Linked DNA regions of Muntiacus reevesi: region 2 is linked to region 1. A link is a contact called in public Hi-C data. All regions are on one chromosome and are shown on one strand. The core of a region is the stretch at or near the end of the contact, and the rest is flanking DNA. Distances in the headings are between cores, read along the strand shown. Region 1 holds the start of MCM3 (minichromosome maintenance complex component 3). Region 2 holds the start of TMEM14A (transmembrane protein 14A).

Evidence for each region. Hi-C and Micro-C count contacts between places; a contact is called where the count stands out from the background.
Region 2: a contact with region 1 is called in a Hi-C map of blood, with 3 times the contacts expected there. The contact joins the promoter of TMEM14A here to the promoter of MCM3 in region 1. A contact is called at or near these places in 2 of 3 Hi-C or Micro-C datasets (blood and muscle).

What each region holds. Positions count from the first base shown.
Region 1 is chr20:25,820,102-25,824,668 of mMunRee1.1, forward strand. MCM3 (minichromosome maintenance complex component 3) reads right to left here and starts at 2,482. Exons shown (of 16, transcript XM_065912978.1): 1 at 2,305-2,482; 2 at 290-498. The coding sequence starts at 2,357.
Region 2 is chr20:26,146,670-26,151,236 of mMunRee1.1, forward strand. It overlaps TMEM14A (transmembrane protein 14A), which reads left to right and starts at 2,288. Exons shown (of 6, transcript XM_065913097.1): 1 at 2,288-2,423.

The DNA of each region.
Region 1 (4,567 bases), core at 1,232-3,731:
GATCCCGACCAAGCAGAAGGAGGAATTCAGGGTCAGAATGAGCAGACTGCCAAGAGCCAAGACTCCTCCATTCTCAGCAGATTCACCATTCTGCTGGCACAGGTGGTCACTCAAAGCTCCCCTAGTTACTGTGCAACACTTGAGTTCCTTCAAGTTTCACCCAGTGATATTCAGTGCTCCACCTTTTTGAAGCCATAAGCTCCCCAACTCTATTCCGCCTCTCCTGCCTTCCATACCCCCAGGTCTACCCCACCTCCCTTCCTCGGGTCTCCAACTGTAGCCCACTTACATTTAGTAACAATGCCTTCCACACAGACGACACAGCTCAGGAAGCAGGAGGTAAGAGTTCGAGGAGAGACGTGCTTGGAGCCGAAGCTGCCCTCCAAGCCTATGTAGAACTCCTCGTACTGCTTGGCATACGTAGCATCAATGGAGGCCACGAAATCCTTCAAGGCCCGCTGGAAGGCAACCAGCTCCTCAAAGGCATTGCTCAGGAGGCTGCAGAGAAACATCAGGCAGAGACGGGAGAACTCAAAAAACTTGACCCACAAAACAGAAGTGGACATTCTTACTTGATCAAAGCTTAGGAGTGAAAATCTAGATTCTACTTTCTCCTGGCATCCTACAAGGCCCAGTAAAATACATCAGAGCTGCAGGCCAATTTTAACTCAGTGATGGGGAAATGATACTCAGTTAAACATAGAAGGAGAGGAAAATGCCCACCACCTACTTTGCAAAGAAGTAAAAAACATAGAAGCAGGTGAGGGTGACGTACTAAGGGCTTCCTGGTCAAACATATTTCATCCAGGCCCTCCCCTGGGAAGCTTGCTCCAACCTGGGGAAGAGAGAGGAGCCATTCTCACTCAGGACTAGGGATGTGACTTGGAAACTCACCGGTTAGCCCTCTTCTCGTTTTTCCTACGCAGGTCATTCACATTGACAATCAACCGGTACTGGTTATCACTAATCAGCTCCCGAACTTTGCTCTGATAAATTCCCTGGTCTTCCTGCAAAATAACCACCACATGCTACAGCAGCTCACAAATTCAAAAACTGGATGTTTTTAAAGAGTGGCAGCTCTCACAGCAAGATAAATATATCCATCCCTGCGGCAGACCTGAGCCCCCACTTCACCCACATTTTCACTCACTAGCTTCGGATTCCAAATACACCCTAAAAAGCCAGTGTATAAATTATAACAACTTCCTCAAGGTTATTATTCCTGTTATCACCAACAGCTCTTCTGTATGCAGTCACTTCTCAACTTTTAATGGGGAATTAAAACAAGCTCATAAGTAGTCTAAAAAGACAAGTAAAAAACTTGTCAAAATATAAATTAAAGGGACTTTTAATATATCAAAGTAACTAACTATAACTTAGTTGCAGTAATATATCTGCAACTTCTGTTGCAGAATCTTGTATGAAAATAAAATATTTTATTTCCCTATCATCTGTATAATATAAAAAGAGTTCTCATATAAGGGACCTAGGAGTTGGGAGCCTAAGTTACATTTACAAACAGCACTATCAACCCTTCAAGATGCTTTACCAATATTCATTCCATGGCTGTCAATCCTAAATTGCCTATAGTGAAAGTGAAGTCTCTCAGTCGTGTCCCACTCTTTGCGACCCCATGGACTGTAGCCTACCAGGCTCCTCCGTCCATGAGATTTTCCAGGCAACAGTACTGGAGTGGGTTGCCATTGCCTTCTCCAGGGGTTCTTCCCGATCCAGCGATCGAACCCAGGATCGTAGGCAGACGCTTTTACCGTCTAAGCCACCAGGGAAGTCTATAAAATCCCCTTTATTTGCGTACCAACCCTCTTTCTCCGCTTCCCATCAGGTACGGAAAAAGAATGCGGCCAAATTAGAAAGTCTTTTCCTCCTGGTAGGAAGTCAGTCATTAAAGCCTGGGGGCCCTATAACGGGGCGGGTCACTACCGATTTCCCGCGGTCCTTTCCCCACTCTCCCCCCAAATTAGGAGAGCAGGGGAAAGTGGGAACGATCTCTAAAAGGCCAACGTGGGCTTTACCCTTGGTTTGCACTTGGAGAAAACCTGTTGACTTTCGCGAGACCTAGCCACCATTTGTACTCGAGAGAAAAATTACAGGATCGCTCTTAACCACTCCGTCGCCAGGAAAGCTACCAGATCGGGGCGGAAGGTCCCGGGCAGCCGCCCAGCCGCCGCAGCCTGGAGGCCCGCGGTCGCCCTTGGCCCGCAGTGTCTCCGCGGCCTTCCTCGGCTCCTGCGCGGCCCCTGGGCCTCCGAGCGCCCTAATTTCGTGACTCGGCGCCTCTCTCACCTCGTCGTCCAGGAAATCCAGGTAGTCTCTCTGCGCCTCTCGCAGCTCCACATCGTCCAGCACCACCGTCCCCGCCATGCTTGCCGCCCTGGGATTTCTGCGCGGAGGCCCTTTGGCTGACAAGCCCCGGCGCGAAAACTTCCCAACTTTTCCCGCCAAGAAAAGTAACCTCAAGGAGGGGGCGGGGTATCGTGGAGCGTATGTACATTCCGATTGGCTGATTTTCCTACGCTACAACAGCGAGCATCCAATCGAGAGCTGCTTCTTTTCCGGGTTTTCCGCGCGGCGTCTCGCGGTGGCGGGAAATGTTCCATCCGGCGCCCTCCCCTCTCCGCCCTTACTGACGAGAAGGCGGACCAATTGGACGAGAGGATACTCGCGAAACCCGGTCGTTGCAGAGCCCGCGAGACCCCGGAGCTGCATTCTGGGAGTTGTAGTCGTCCCCCCTTTCCCTGTACTTTTACAAACGTTCGTGTTTTATCCCCCCAAGTTGTTTCCTGACCTGCTGAAGAGTGAAGAAACTCAGCCCCGCTATTGGACTGAAAGTAGCTTAGACGTCAGAGAACAGAGGTTTAGAACGCAGGGCGATAAAAACATAAAGGCAAGTCGTTTAAAAAATATATTCAAATCAGTTGTGCATGGATATGTTTCTCAGTCAACCGGTCTCTGGTGGTATCCAGGGCGAGTTGGTTGGGGGGAGTGAATTTCTAGAATCTGAGGGGAAAATAGAATAACATCTTTGGAGAGGTTCTGTAGTTCAGTGACTCGTTTGCTAACTAAATACCGGGGCCTGAAGTAGCTCATAAAAATATCAAGCCGCAGAGGAGGGAAAAATGAGAGAAAATTGTCGGGATGTTACCCACTCTCATCCCTACTTCCCGCTGCCCTCCGAGGTGGCCTTATATCTGTTACACGAAATTGTGGACGTAATTACTACACCATCCTACTTGCAAGCGGGTAAGTTAAAGGCTTTCTCCCCTTATTAGAAGGTCACAAGTTCTTTTTTAAAAGCTTAGTTTATTGAAAGATAATTAGGAGAAACAAAAGTGTTTCAAGCCTCTTAAGTAATGAACAGGACTAGACATTTGGTAACCATATCTGAAATTTCGACCAATAATTATTATGTTTGAAAGTCTCTGGGACTCACTGTACACTTAAATATAATCCTCCCAAGCAAAATGTATATGCCATCTATTTGTATGTGTGTATTCTTGGTTATTACACACTTTATAGTTAGCATATTTTTTGTGTCATCCTAGCAGGCAGATCCTTAGTCAGAGGAAAAAGGCTGTCATCTGGCTAGCTGCTTTTGTTTATAAAGGGGAAAAAAAGGAAGGAATTCTAGATGAGGATTCTGTTTGCAAGTATGTAGTAAGAGATAATTATTTATTAACTTGAGAATGCCTTTATCACTTGATCTTAACTGTCAGTTTATGACTATATTGAAGACTCAATGTCCTCTGCTCTGAAATCAACTTGAAATTAATGCTAAAAGAACCAGGAAGCTTAGTTCAAATAAGTTTTTAAAAAATCAAGTTATTTGCAATGGAAAGTTCAAAAGAGTAGAAATATGAAAACCAAATCTTACGTTTCCTTTTTCTTTTTTTTTTTTGGCCCTACTGTGGGACTTGTGGGATCTTAGTCCCTTGACCAGGGATTGAACCCAGGCCCCCCAGCAGTGAAATCATGGAGTCCTAAGCACTGAACCACCAGGGAATTCCCAAAAATTTCATTCAGAGTTGTGGACTTTTGCACAGAGAACCGTCCTGCCATGGTTCTGGATAAAGACTGGGTTTACTTTAATGTCATTATCCTCAGCTGTGAAAGACATTCAGATTTTTTTTTAAGTTTTCATTTTATATTGGAGTATAGTTGATTAACAATGTTATGTTAATTTTAAGCGTACTGCAAAGTGATTCAGTTATACATACATGTGTTTCTATTGCTTTCACATTTAGGTTAGTACAGAATACTGCACAGAGTTCTGGAGAAGGCAGTCGCAACCCACTCCAGTACACTTGCCTGGAAAATCCCATGGACGGAGGAGCCTGGTGGGCTGCGGTCCATGGGGTCGCTAAGAGTCGGACACGACTGAGTGACTTCACTTTCACTTTTCACGTTCATGCATTGGAGAAGGAAATGGCAACCCACTCCAGTGTCCTTGCCTGGAGAATCCCAGGGACGGGGGAGTCAAGTGGGCTGCCGTCTATGGGGTCGCACAGAGTCGGACACGACTGAAGCGACTTAGCAGCAACAGCAGCAG
Region 2 (4,567 bases), core at 1,038-3,537, 330 kb after region 1:
GGAGAACCTGGATGGGAAAAAGAAGTTTCTGTGTTCACCAACCTTTGACTGAAATTTAACATTTGTTTCCATTAGGAAAATAGGCAGCAAACCAAGTAGCACTGGTACCTGTGACTGTGTCATCCCCACAAATTACAGATATTCACATGTTACAGATACCTCAAAGTATTGTTGTATGCACCACTACTTAGAAGTTACAGTCATTTTTATACCCACTCCTAGAGCCCATGATTTAATAATGAAGCACATCTTTGGCACAGATTTAAAGGTTTACTACTTTAATAACTTTCCTTCTTTGGATAACCTTATTTCAATAAAACTGGCTTCCCTGGCAATCCTGTGCATTTTATCTTGTACGTTTCTCCAGGAGTGGTGGCACATTGAAAGTTAAGAATCTGCTGTGGATAATGAGCAGACAGCTTTACAAAAAAGGCAGAGGTGAATAGATTTTGCTGCACCCTTACCTTGGGCTCTAATCTTCCCATTAGATGAAGTAGGTGGCAGTTGGTGGCATGTAAGTTGAGAGGACTGTGGCCCCTTTGCCTAAGAACTTTCCTGTTCCCACATGTTGTTCATGTTGCTCTTTTTTTTAGATGAAAATAACTTGAGTAGGAATATCATGCTTCCAGCCTCTAAGACCTCAGTGACAGGGCTGGAAGGGATCTCAGCATCATAAATCCAGGCTCTGGGGTTCAGGGGTAATTACTTACTTGAGGAGGGTGATCATGTTAGTTAAAGATAACTGAGGTATCCCAAAGTTCTTGGTTTTATTCTGGATAGAGAAAGTGTCCTGGAAGTCTTGGGAGAGAGAAAAAGGGAAGGAGGGAGGAAGGAAAAGAGACACACACACATGGGCGTGCACATGTGTGGGAGAACACATGCACAAGGATTCCAACGTGCACTGGGCTAAGGATGGGTATAGAAGGGGATGAGGAGAGCTGGAAGAACTCAGCACCAAACCCCAGGATACCACTCTCCATTCACATTCCAGCGCCAGCCATCAACTCTCCTATGCCTCTCCCAGAACCCTGTTAACTCCCTCGGCCCACCTTAACACTTCTCAGATGTTAGATATAGTCACACTGCTTCCTTGAAGCACTTTTAAACACAAGGAGTAGATTCAGCAAACAAATTTCACAAGGTTTAATTTATATTCTTAGTTTTTTTTTTTTTTTTTTTTTTTTTTTTTAAAGAGATCCTATTATTCCCAGTCCCGCGGCATCCCTAGAGCTGCTTGATGAACCCTAGATGACGCTTCCCTGGTGGCTCAGACGGTAAAGAATCTGCCTGCAATGCGGGTGACCTGGGTTCGATCTCTGGGTTGGGAAGATCCCCTGGAGACGGGAAGGGCAACCCACTCTAGTATTCTGGCCTGGAGAATTCCACTTACAGAGGAGGCTGGCGGGCTACAGTCTATAGGGTCGAAAAGAGTCGGACACGACAGAGCGACAGCCTAGATGACAGCCTTCTTCAAATCTGAAGAGCTATTATATAAGGAAGAGGGTTGGAGTTACTGGCAGTGGCCTGGAAGGCAAAACTGGAGTGAGGTGAGAAGTTGTAGCCTGGAGGCAGGACTCACAGGTTTATCCCTGGGAATGCGTTATTCTGGAATTAGACATGATTTAGTGCCTTTCAGTTCTGGCACTCTGTACCTGGTCCCTTCAGGTACTTAAGCCCAGCAAATCCTGGCTTTTACCAGGATGCTGGTCTCCGCACCACATCTAGATAACGTCGTAGATGGTGCGATATACTGAAGGGTGCTCAGGCTTTGAAACCAGACCAACTCGGGTTCTAACCTTTGCACCCCACTTAGGAGTTAAGTCTGTGGAAAACTCCTCCGCCTCTCCGAACTTTAGCTCCCTCCGCTGAAAATGGGGTCAATCTGCTGGAGAGTACGTAAAAGGCCTGCTGGAGAGGCCCCACAAACGCCCCTTAAATGAAGGAATCTCTTCTCTGGTTAAAAATCGTTTGCTCTCTGGAATCCCCGTTATACCCAGGTCCACGCCCAGTCTCGCTCCGTCCAGCAGGGGGCAGCAGACTCCAGTCCCAGGATCAGGGCCAGACCCGAAAGCCTGGCGCCGGAGCGAGTGGCCGGGTCCCGAGCGAGTGACCAAGTGTGGCCGCCGCCTGGGATGCTAGAGCGCCGGCAATGCAGGTGGTACAGGCAAGTAACAACCTCCGCTGCGCCGGGAGGGAACCGACCGGGTAGGACCGAGCTGCGGAGGAAGGGATGCAGCGCATGCGCGTGAGGGGGAGGGGCCGGTGCTTCCTGGAACCAGCAGCCCCGCCCAGTGCTGGGAGGTGAGCTCTCAGTGGGAAGGCGCTGGCGGTGAGCTTAGCTTTTCGGTTCCAGGTACGAAGTTTTCCTGTAGCTGGCTCCCAACTTTTTTCTTTTCACCCGCGGGGAAAGCTTGAGGCTGCAGGTGAGCTGTACATCTAGCTGTACCTCAAGATCTTTCTGCCCGTAATTTTCATGCAAAGGTGCAGAAACAGGCAGATAACGATGCCGAGAAACTTGGGAAGATTTTGCAGGGGGTGGCGTCTCCTCTTCCGGGTATCGCTTCTCTCCTTTTTCTGGGAAGTCCCCCAATTTCTTCCTTCCAAGGTCCTGAATCTCCTACCTGTCCTCCCTCCTCCCTTCTCGGAGCTAGGGAGAGATGGAGAAGGGGGTGGGGCCCTTGGATCAACGCAGAAATGCATGGTAAGGTTTCAAACCTTCCAAGCACCATTCAGACTGCACTCGAAAGTCTTTCGAGCCCCCAAGGAGTTCAAAGGTAGGTAATTATTGATACTTAGCATATGCAAATGGTTTTTATATAATAGCTTAGGGAGATCTCTTAGTGGGTTCTCCAAATTTTGGAGGGCTAGGGACAAGGCAGGGCCCTGTCACCTAGTTTTGTGCGCTGTGCAGTAAATCATTTTGCTGCATTGCACCCAATATGCTTTCTGGCTTTTCCAAGGGCTGGGCTTTGCATTTGCGATGGGAGCACTTGATGCGTCGCCCACACCATCCTCATTCCCGTCCCCGCCTTGTTAACGCAGCCTCTGGCTTTCTTGTGTAATTCTGAGCAAATCAAACGGTCCTGCAACGGAAAAGGAGCGACAGGGCGAATTGCCTTTTGCTTGGATTTTCGCTGTAAAACCTTACAAGAGCTGAGAATAGATTTCTTTTGCCTCCTTAGAACACTCAGTTCACTAAGGAGATGAAGGGATTTTTCCTGGCAATAGAGCTATGCTAGGGTAGGTCAGTTACAGAGTATCTTAAGGCAGAAATTATTCCTGAGTTTAGTCTTGAAGGAGCTTGACTGGTGTGGAGGAGAGAGAAGGTCAACCGAAGTGACTCTGCATCAGGGGCCCAGGAGAGGGTCAGAGGAAAAACTGGGGTGGGGCTGGGGGCTCAGAGGAGGGAAAAGGAAACAGCCTTCCACAGCAGGTGATTGACTTAAGGAAAAAATTAGGTTCCTGTTACCACCTGATGATAAGTGATTTCTCTCATAACTTCACCTCTGTATGTAAGGGTGTTTCCTGACTGTGTCTTGATCATCTTAGACTGAACATGTTTCCCTGTCTCAGGAAACAATAGCAAGGCTCTTCTCCCCACTAGTGGTCCAAGCCAGAGATTCATCCCTTCCCTGACAACCACCCCCCCCCCCCCACACACACACCCTGGGTTTGTTGATTCAACCACCTGACCTGTCCACCTCACTCCACTTTCATTTCTCCAGGCCAGACCACCATCATCTCTTGCTTGGCTTACTGCTTCAGACCCGCAGCCCACCTTCACCAGACCCCCTTTATAGGGGTCCAGGAGTCGTCTGGCCCTTGCTCACCTGCACCCCGTCTTTTTACACCGCTTGCACTTCTCTCCGTTTTAAAACCATGCCATGCTGTCTCATGCCACTAGGCTTTCGTAGGCGTCTCTCTTCTGCCTAGGACACACCCCTCCTTGCCAGCCTCCTTCCTTGCTTTCTCCTGCCCTCCTCAAGGCCCCAGCTGGGTCCCTGCTTCCTCACAGAATGAAGCTTAGGCTCCCAGCCTGGGAGGGTGAAGCTCCTGGTTATAGGGCCTGTGCCTCTCCTCTGAGGGCTCCCTCATGCAGCTGCCGCCTCCCTGGTGCCACACTGGAAGTCCTGGAAGATCAGGGCCATGTCCATCAATGGGGTTTTCCGTCTCTTCCTGCTGCCGGCACATAGAAGACACCCAAGAAATCATTGTTGATGTAATTGAGTACACGTGCAAGTTATATCAGTACTATTATGGCTTGAGTCTATGAACGCCTGCATCTTAAATCCACCCCGCCTCAGTTGATTTCTTACTGTGCTGAAATAGTATTGCCCTTGTTCACGTCAAGCTTAAAAATGGGTGTAAGAGTGAAAGAGAGGATCATCATTTGAGCAGCTAATACTTGTTGGGTGTTCAGTGTGTGCCAGGCATGGGTTCTGAGTGCCTTACAGCAGCAACTCATTTCATCACCATAGCAACTCTGTGAGGTAGATATTTTTATTATCCCTGTTTTACAGATGGAGAAACTTAAGATACAGAGAGATTAAGGAACGTGCCTAACATT